Linked DNA regions of Zea mays: all the other regions are linked to region 2. Evidence: chromatin contacts called from public Hi-C data. All regions are on one chromosome and are shown on one strand. The core of a region is the stretch at or near the end of the contact, and the rest is flanking DNA. Distances in the headings are between cores, read along the strand shown. Region 1 holds the start of LOC100280182 (Putative DUF1296 domain containing family protein). Region 2 holds the start of LOC103635383. Region 3 holds the start of LOC103635396 (PLASMODESMATA CALLOSE-BINDING PROTEIN 2).

Region 1 (2,880 bases), core at 214-2,713, 270 kb before region 2:
GATCGGCCCGTTGGTGATGGGGGGCCAGGGTTCGAGGGTTTTCTCGGCCGGGGCCATGTTTCGGTCTCTTCTTAATATAATACCGGAAGGGCGGTCTTTCTCTCCCGGACGAGTTTTTTAAGAAAATAGATAATGTGTCTATGCCAAGTTATAAACAGAGCAAACCCAGTAACAAGAAAATGGTAAGCAATACATGAGTGAGCTTAAACACGTCCTAAACTCCTAATGCTGAAGACAAAGGCATGTTTATGCTAGGCGCAACAGTTTCAGTCTATATGATATTCAATCCAACATATGGACCAGGTATCATGATCCTGCAACACAGCTGAATTACAATGGAATAGTAATCAGGACTTATGTAGGGAAATGACCCCCCCCCCCCCCCCCCCTCTTCATCTCTATTATTACACCATATGGGTGGCACAATCTGTTGCAAAAAACACATCCGTAAATGCACAAAAAAAGTTGCTCGTTGAGAAAAAAGTGTTCTCTCATCTCTATCTCTTCTCTACTATATTTAAGTGTGAATTTTTCACGCATCGTCCCCCATGGAAGAGGTTTGAACCCTGCACTTCTTGATGCAAGGCAAGAAACTTTAACCACTTCAGCTCACAACTGTTTTGTGCTATACAAATGAGAGATATAGTAAACATATAGGTATACTAATAAATTGAAAATAAAAAACATAATCAGGTTTGAATAAATATCTCATTTGAACAAAGTCTACCGTAGCAATATACGGGCAACTAACTAGTCTGAATTAAAAAGTTTAAAACTACCCACCATGCTTCACAGCCACGTTGAACCTAAAACTGGCAAGCAAATACAAGTCACAACGTACAGCATCCGCAGAACCAGACCGGATTGGCAAGCAATTCAACAGCAACCGTCCAAAATGGGGGTTACGACTTATACGACACAGACCGCGCATATCAGCGCGGCGCCAAATCACCGTGCTAAGGTGGGGAAAATCAAACCCTAACGGGCATCGCACGACAACGTCCACACTAAACAGTTGGAGCCCGCGAGGACAGAGCTAGAGCGAGGAGAGAGAGACAGGCAGCGTGTATATACCCTTACCCTGGGAGATGAGCCTCTCTACGGCTATGTCGGGGTCCATGCCGCAGTCGCAGAGGGTGGCGTAGATCTCGCCCTCCGAGCGGTCGGCCAGGATCCCCTTGAGGCTCTGCACCATCTTCCTGGAAGCAGCCGGGACCGCCGCCGCATCCGCATCCGCCCCGTCCGACGCCGCATAGGAAGGCTGCCTCCCGCCGCCGCCCCTCATGGCGCTCCCGCTCCCGCCGCAGCAGCCACCACAGGCGCCTCAGCCGGCTCCTCCTCCTCCTCCTCGAACCGGGGCGGCGACGAGCTGCGGTCGCGTCGCCGCTGCGCGCGGTGTGCGGAGCAGCAAAACCCTCGTCGCCGCCGCCTCGCTCCCCACACCCCACGCACCGCGTATTGCCTCTCAGCGGCTCAGCCACGCACGCACCGAGAGCGAGAGGGCCGGCCTCGTGTACGAGGCACGAGCTCAGCTAATAATAAACGGCCGGGAACGGGAGATGCGGTTTCCTGTCCTGCGCTGCAAAAAGAAAGAGAGTTGAAGAGCACCCTGCTCTTCCGTCTGTCATATGGGTTGCGTTGCGCGAGCTGGCGGCTTGGTGCATCCGGGCAGTTGTCTAGCTAACATGTGGTTTATATTAAAAAGATGTTTGGTTACTTTATACAAATACTTGCTTCCTGAGCTTGTGTGTTTGGTTTGGCTTTTTAACTTTGGTTTTTGCCCTCTAAAAACCAAAAGTCAAACCAAAGGGTCGGATTCAGAATGCAGCTTAATCTAAAAGCTGACTTTCTCGCAATTCAAAACTTAAAGCACCACTAGATCTACTTTTAGTGGCTTTCCGATGTAACTGTAAAAACATATATCGAAGAACTTTTAACGGCTTTTAGTGGTTTTCACCAAACGGTTTTTAGCTTTCTAACAGCTCACACCCGCAACAGCCTTTTTCACAGCTCACAGCCCACAACAGCTTTTTTCAAAGCCACAGCTCAACCAAACAGACCCTTAGTTGTTGCTCCTGCTCTGAGCGCGCTCGCAGTAGCCTAGCCCCGAGAAAATGGACGTGGGTTTCGTTTATCTGGAGTCAGGTCATAGTCATATGTTATACAGTAGATCAGTATAGGACACCAAAAGTATGGATTTGCATATGCTTAGCCTGGATAATTGGTTCTGTATCCAACCAATCAGTCCCTTAATATACATACTACCACAATATTTGTGCATTACGACGGTGCATGATTATATGAATTGTCGAAGTTATGAACCTGTAAATCAAATACTAAGGGTTTGTTTGTGGAATTATATTTTGACTTGATTAAATAATCTAAAAATTTGAACTAAGTGTTATTTAGAAATGTTAGAGTATATGATCCAGTCAGATTATAATCTCAAACAAACACTCCCTAAGCAAACTAGTTAGTTCAAAAGATTGTGATGGTCATCAAGCACCAAAATTAATATAGAAAATGGTTAAACTCTGTTTCCCTTTCAATTTTGCATGTGATGACACATTTATGCTTTAAAATAGTCGCTATATCTGTCTTAATCTATATATGGTTGAATAGTTTGAGATAAAATTTATATTAATTTTTACTTCGATCTACTTCGCAAGAATTAACATAAATACATATGCATCAAAACGAGTTCTTAACTAAGAGCTAGTTTTGCACTGTTATAGTGTTATGTATTTTTCTACCACCAAAAGGGAGATCAGGTGGATTGTTGTTAGGATGTAGGGATGCCTCGTTAGAGCTATCTGTAATTGTAGAAGGGATTATGGACTAGCTCAAGATGATCACAAAGATGCATTCTTGACTGAACTA
Region 2 (2,805 bases), core at 11-2,510:
GTGTGTATCCTGATATAATTGTGCTCCAGGAGACAACATCCTTGACGACACTCTCCCGGAAGATAGCATCAGCAGCTGAAAGATGGCCACGGCGGGAATAGAGTTTGACAAGGGAATTGGCCACAGAGCGGGCATGAGATAGCCCTCTCCGTGCAGCTTGTGCATGTAACTGCTCTCCAAGATATGCACGATCCATATTTGGACACGCGGCAATTACGGCAGAGAACGTATACTCATTTGGTGAAGCAGAATTTGACGACTCATCGCGAAGCATTCTCACAAACGCCTCGATGGCTTCCTCCGTGCGGCCGGTCTGGACGTAGGATGCGATCAGCGTTGTGCACACGGCAACGTCGTGCGAGCCCATGCGGCCGACCGCGGCCAGCGCGCGGTCGACATCGCCGCACCGCGCGTACAGCGCCGCGAGCGCGTTGGCGACGAAGGGCACGGCGTCGAGGCCGAGCTTGGCGCAGAGCGCGTGCACCTCGCGGCCGCGTGGCAGCAGCCCCGCGTCGGCGCACGCCGTGAGAGCCGCCGAGCAGGCGTGGGAGTCGCAGGCCACGCCGGAGGCCCGCATCTCGGCGAAGCGGCGGAGCGCGTCGTGCCGCCGGCCAGCACGCGCCAGCGAGGCGACGAGCGTGGTCCACGAGACCACGTTCCTGCTGGGCATTTCGTCGAGCACCTGCAGCGCCAGGTCGAGGCGGCCGGCCTTGGCGTAGGCGTCCGCGAGCGCCGTGGAGACGAACACGGACGGCAGGGAGGAGGAGCGGACGGCGAACGCGTGCAGAGCGGCCGCCGCGGCGGCGTGAGGGAGGGGGAGGAGCCCTGCGCTGGCGGCAGCGGAAGCGCACGCCTTGAGGACGGGGCTGAGGATGAACGGATCCGCGGCGTCGTGTGGCTGGGAGGAGGAGGCGCGGAAGCGGGAGAAGAGCGCCATAGCGCCCGGGAAGTCAGCTGCCGCGGCATAGCCCGAGAGAAGAGTCGCGTAGGCGACCTCGTCGCGGCGCGGCATCGCGTCGAATAGGCTCCTCGCGTCGGCGAGCTGGCCCGTCCGGACCAAGTGCCTCAGCATGGATCCTGGACTCGCGGTGACTTTTTCTCCTCTCGACGCTGACGCTGTTTCGCACACCGGCGGCCTTCCGCCGGACTCCTTGGCTCGAGCTAGGGATGAAAACGGTACCGAAAAATCCCATCCTGTACCGTCCCGTTCTGACTACCGGTTTTTTCGGATCGTTTTCGTATATTTCGGGTTTCGGTTTCCGGACGAAAACGGTTAGATTGTCTTCGATAACGGTATCGAAAACGAGCAGACTGTTTTTTTTTTCGTTTTTGCGGTTACCGTTTTGATTCGAAAAAATCCCGTTTTTTTCATACCGTTTAGGCTATTCGGTTCTGGACCTTTTAGTTCTTGTCTTCCACTCTTCTAGGCTTCCAGCGATCAGATTCCGGCCCAAGGCCCAAGTTGAACGCACAAAACCTGCGTGCTGCCTGCTAAGCCGCAAGGCCCAAGTTGCCCCTGCCCAGCTGCTGCGTGCTGCCTGCTAAGCCACAGCCGCCTCGCCCTCTCGGACCTCGGTTGACGACGAGACGACAGTCCCTCTCGCGGTTGTCTCCTAGCTCTAGCTGGCTGGCTTGCAATTGTCTCCGGTTCCACTTCCACCACACGGCTAGCACCTCTGCTCCTGCGTCCTGGCTTGCAAGTACTAGCAGACTAGCTGGCAGACTAGCAGTATAGATATAATTTCTCACTCAAATAATGTCCCTGTGTGTTTATGTTTGTTGGTCACTTGTTCTTAAATGCTATGAATTAACAATAAGACAACACAAAATGTTAAACGTTATTGTCCTTCGTCATTCGAAGCATTATTTCCCTTAGAATATAATGATCTTTAGACGAAGGTTTTGAAAGACATGTCTTCATAGATTGTGATATATGTTAATGAAAAGAGAAACATATGAAATATAAGAGACAACATAAACAATCATATAATATTATTAATTCATCATCATCATATTACCATAAAAAGGTAAAAACAATATTGAATTATAAATGTACCTTCGGCTTGAAAGAAGGTAAAAGTACAAGAGTAACACACAAGTGAATACAAATCAGCGTGAACAGTACATGAGTATTGTTCGTCTATTTATAGGCACAGGACGCAGCCTGTGAGAATGTAATTTATGTCCTTTATATTTACTATTGACTTATAGACAAATCTATGAGGACTAGATAGTCTTTTCCCCTTTAAGTCGGTTCCTTTTTCCGCTATTTAGCCGAAGCTCCCTTGCGCGTAGCTTTGAAGCAACTCCAACCTTCGTCACGATCATGCTTTTTACATTGTATATGCTTTTAACCCGAGTCCGAAGGTACCTGTTCATATGTCACACTTGGAAGATATTGTTAAATTACGTTTTTGAGGACCTTCAGAGGACGAATGCCGCCAATAGTAGCCCCTCGCAGTATTAATTTGTTTAAGATAACGAATTGACTGCGACATGGACGAAGGCCTTAAGCCGAAAGGCCGAAAAAACACCTTCCCTTTGCTAGAATAGCAACAGTCAATGACAGACGGGGCCCCCCAATTTGGAGCGTGCTGAGCATATAAATAAGAACTCACACCAGCTATCTTTGATATATTGCTTGTGCCATTTGCTTTACTTCCTCAATTTCATAGCTCTTGCTCACTAACGCTTGCTAGTTTTTCAAGGTTTCTGAGCTTGGATTAAAAAGATGCATTTTCGTCATTTCTGAAGGAGAAATGTCTCAAGACAAGAAGGTTGTTGCTGAGACGAAGCTGACTGAAG
Region 3 (2,863 bases), core at 133-2,632, 370 kb before region 2:
CATGATGATGATCTATTTTTTCCAATCAAACGTTAAAACCAGACATCTTACCCACCCTTTTAAATCCCAAAAAGGTTTAAACTATCTTCCTGCTCTAGTTAGAAGAGCTTTTCATGGTTTTTAGTTTAAAAAACCATGCAAAATGTCTCTAAGGCTGAGAAGAAACCCTAAAGATATACAAGGACTATTATGAAGAATCTAAGCAGAATATCTGGACCTCACGAAAATGTCTTATGAGCTTCCAAATTAGATTTTAGCTCTACTAAAATCTGAACAATATCTTAAAAAACCAAAAAAAATCTAATCTAAAATGTTTTTTTCACCTAGTAGTTATCGTGTCAAACCTGTTATCTTTTTTTCTGTCATCTGCCCCACTTGAGGCGGTAAAGCAGTCAGCACAAACCTTTTTCTATTATTAAGACGCAGACGCGGGCCACAAGCATCCATTGTGCAGCTTCAGCCTGGCTGGGCGCCTACATGTCTTGCTGCTGTTATTAGTGTTGCAATTAGCAGCAATCCCTAGAACAGCAGGGAGGAGGATACGGCGGCTTTTGTTTAGTTAATTTATGTTTGTCTGCCTCTAGAGTCTGTACGAGGACCGGGATTTTCAAACTCTCCGTTCTGTGTCCGGTCCTGCTTGATCGCCTAGTTTTTTTAAATGGCTTTTGAAAACTGTTTATGATTCAAACGTGTCTAAATTTGCCAGTTTACGCCTGCAGAGTCTAAATTTCAGTTCTCCGATAGCTTCCCGGCCTTTACGCCTGCAGCCTAGTGCAACGCCGCATCTGCTGCTCGCCCACCCACCCAACCCAACGGATGCTCCGGCTTCAGAGTGGTGTCCACGTTCCTTCTCCTTCTCAACTTCTACTACTAGTAGACTACTAGGCGGCGCAAGAACAAGCCATTAACATGCATGCTAGGTCCAACAGAAAGAATCCTTGTCATTATCTAAGGTAATATTTGCAATCAGACCGACCGACCGACCTACAGGCTACAACTGTAGGCTGTAGCAGCTTATTCCCTACTAATGATCTTCGAAAGGTTATATCTGAAATCGCAAAGAAGAATTAAGAGCATGAACATAGACAGGCCGGTCAGAATAGAATTAATCAACGCTAAACCAAAAAAATGGCCAACATGCATGTCTACCACAAAATCAAACGGAACCGGTAACAAGGGATGCCATTAGAAAGCACATCTCCTCCATCCATCCAGACCAGCCCGGCCGGTGCATGGATCGACAGGTAAAAGAAGGTGAGCTCGACGTCTGTCTGTCTGAAAGAGGGCATCACATTCCACTCCATCCCACACGAATCTGGAACGGAGGAAAAGTAAAAAGGAAATGGCCGCTCTAATCCGGCTGCACTCAACGGGAATCCGCTTCTCATCATGGCGGCTAACAAGCCATCATGAAGACGAACCCCCCCACATCGCATCACAGACTTTCTTTTCTCTTGTTTTTTCCTTTTTACTTTCCCACTCCTCTCGCTGAATGACTAGCGTTCAGTGTCAACCGCCGCCTCCTGTCCTGACCACCAGGCACCCTGCACTGCACGCCCAAGTTTCCTCTTGTTCCCCTGCCCAGACTGCACGCCTCCTGTCCTGACCATGCCTCTGAGGCCAGTTCATGGCTTTGCGTCTCTTCTTGTCATCTTCGCCTGCCACTGCCATGGTGAGTTACTGTACCTACTCTGCTGTCTTTGCCTGCTAGTTTCGTTTCGTCGCTTTGTTCAGCTGTTGAAGCTGACGAGCAGAGAGTGAGAGTGTGTCATGTCAGTACCCAGTAGGTCGCAGCAACAGACAAAAATCTGCTTTCGTTCGTACTGCTTACTAATCTGCAGCGTCCAGATACTGGAGAGCTTTCGTTCATCCAGGCGCTGCTGAACTGAAAGATGATGGTCTGCTTCACGCTGTCTGCAGGGGGAGGAAGCGAGCAGGGAGCGGACGTGGCGGCAGAGCGGCTGGAGCGCGACGTGACGTCGCCCCTGGCCACGGTCCCGGTGGTGGACCCGACGGCGGCGGCGGCGGCGACGACGACGCAGTCGCCGGCCACCGGCGGGAGCTGGTGCGTGGCGAGCCCCAGCGCGAGCGCGACGGCGCTGCGGGTGGCGCTGGACTACGCGTGCGGGCAGGGCGGCGCGGACTGCTCCGCGATCCAGCAGGGCGGGAGCTGCTTCAGCCCGGACACCGTCCGCGACCACGCGTCCTACGCCTTCAACAGCTACTACCAGAAGAACCCCGTGCAGACCAGCTGCGACTTTGGCGGCACCGCCGCCCTCACCACCGCAGACCCAAGTAAGCTCTCCTCCACACGTCGAGGTCGAGACCATCAAGGCAAGCTCTTTCTTGTTCTGCGATCTGCATGTATAGATAGATGTTCACTCATTCGTTTCCAATAACTGCATGCGCAGGCACTTCGACGTGCCAGTATCCATCAACGAGGTAAACTCTACCAGCTCAAGCTAAAAGGATCAAGAAATACAGGAAACATACTGATCTCTGCTGTTTCTGGTGAACTGACAGCACCGGCGCTTCGGTCCTGAACACGTCGACTCCGCTGACGCCAACGAACGGGTCTCCGCCCGGCCCCGGGTACGGGAGCTCTCCGCCGGCCGGATACGCCAACTCTCCTCCGCTGTACGGGAACATGTCGCCGCCGGACTACGGCGACAACATCAGCGCCGCAGCGAGGGCGCTGCCCGGCCGCAAGACGACGGCGACGGCGGCCGTCGCGTCGCTGGCGACGACGTGCCTACTGACCGCGGCACTGTCACTGACGGTGAGCGGCTGAACCTGCACACGCACGCAACAATAGCTCCAAGCCGCCGCCGCCGCACGTTCAGGTGCCGACCGTGATGTCCTG

Evidence for each region. A called contact is a pair of places that touch in the nucleus more often than the background predicts.
Region 1: a contact with region 2 is called in a Hi-C map of endosperm, with 3 times the contacts expected there. The contact joins the promoter of LOC100280182 here to the promoter of LOC103635383 in region 2. A contact is called at or near these places in 5 of 25 Hi-C or Micro-C datasets (ear, endosperm, leaf and 2 more) and 1 of 3 datasets of contacts at active chromatin or transcription factors (leaf).
Region 3: a contact with region 2 is called in a Hi-C map of ear, with 2.8 times the contacts expected there. The contact joins the promoter of LOC103635396 here to the promoter of LOC103635383 in region 2. A contact is called at or near these places in 2 of 25 Hi-C or Micro-C datasets (ear and tassel).

What each region holds. Positions count from the first base shown.
Region 1 is chr8:75,926,545-75,929,424 of Zm-B73-REFERENCE-NAM-5.0, reverse strand. LOC100280182 (Putative DUF1296 domain containing family protein) reads right to left here and starts at 1,463. Exons shown (of 10, transcript NM_001153114.1): 1 at 1,081-1,463. The coding sequence starts at 1,285.
Region 2 is chr8:75,654,321-75,657,125 of Zm-B73-REFERENCE-NAM-5.0, reverse strand. It overlaps LOC103635383, which reads right to left and starts at 1,260. Exons shown (of 3, transcript XM_008657848.4): 1 at 1-1,260. The coding sequence starts at 1,072.
Region 3 is chr8:76,028,692-76,031,554 of Zm-B73-REFERENCE-NAM-5.0, reverse strand. LOC103635396 (PLASMODESMATA CALLOSE-BINDING PROTEIN 2) reads left to right here and starts at 1,382. Exons shown (of 4, transcript XM_008657849.3): 1 at 1,382-1,672; 2 at 1,921-2,334; 3 at 2,412-2,442; 4 at 2,524-2,863. The coding sequence starts at 1,609. The coding sequence ends at 2,791.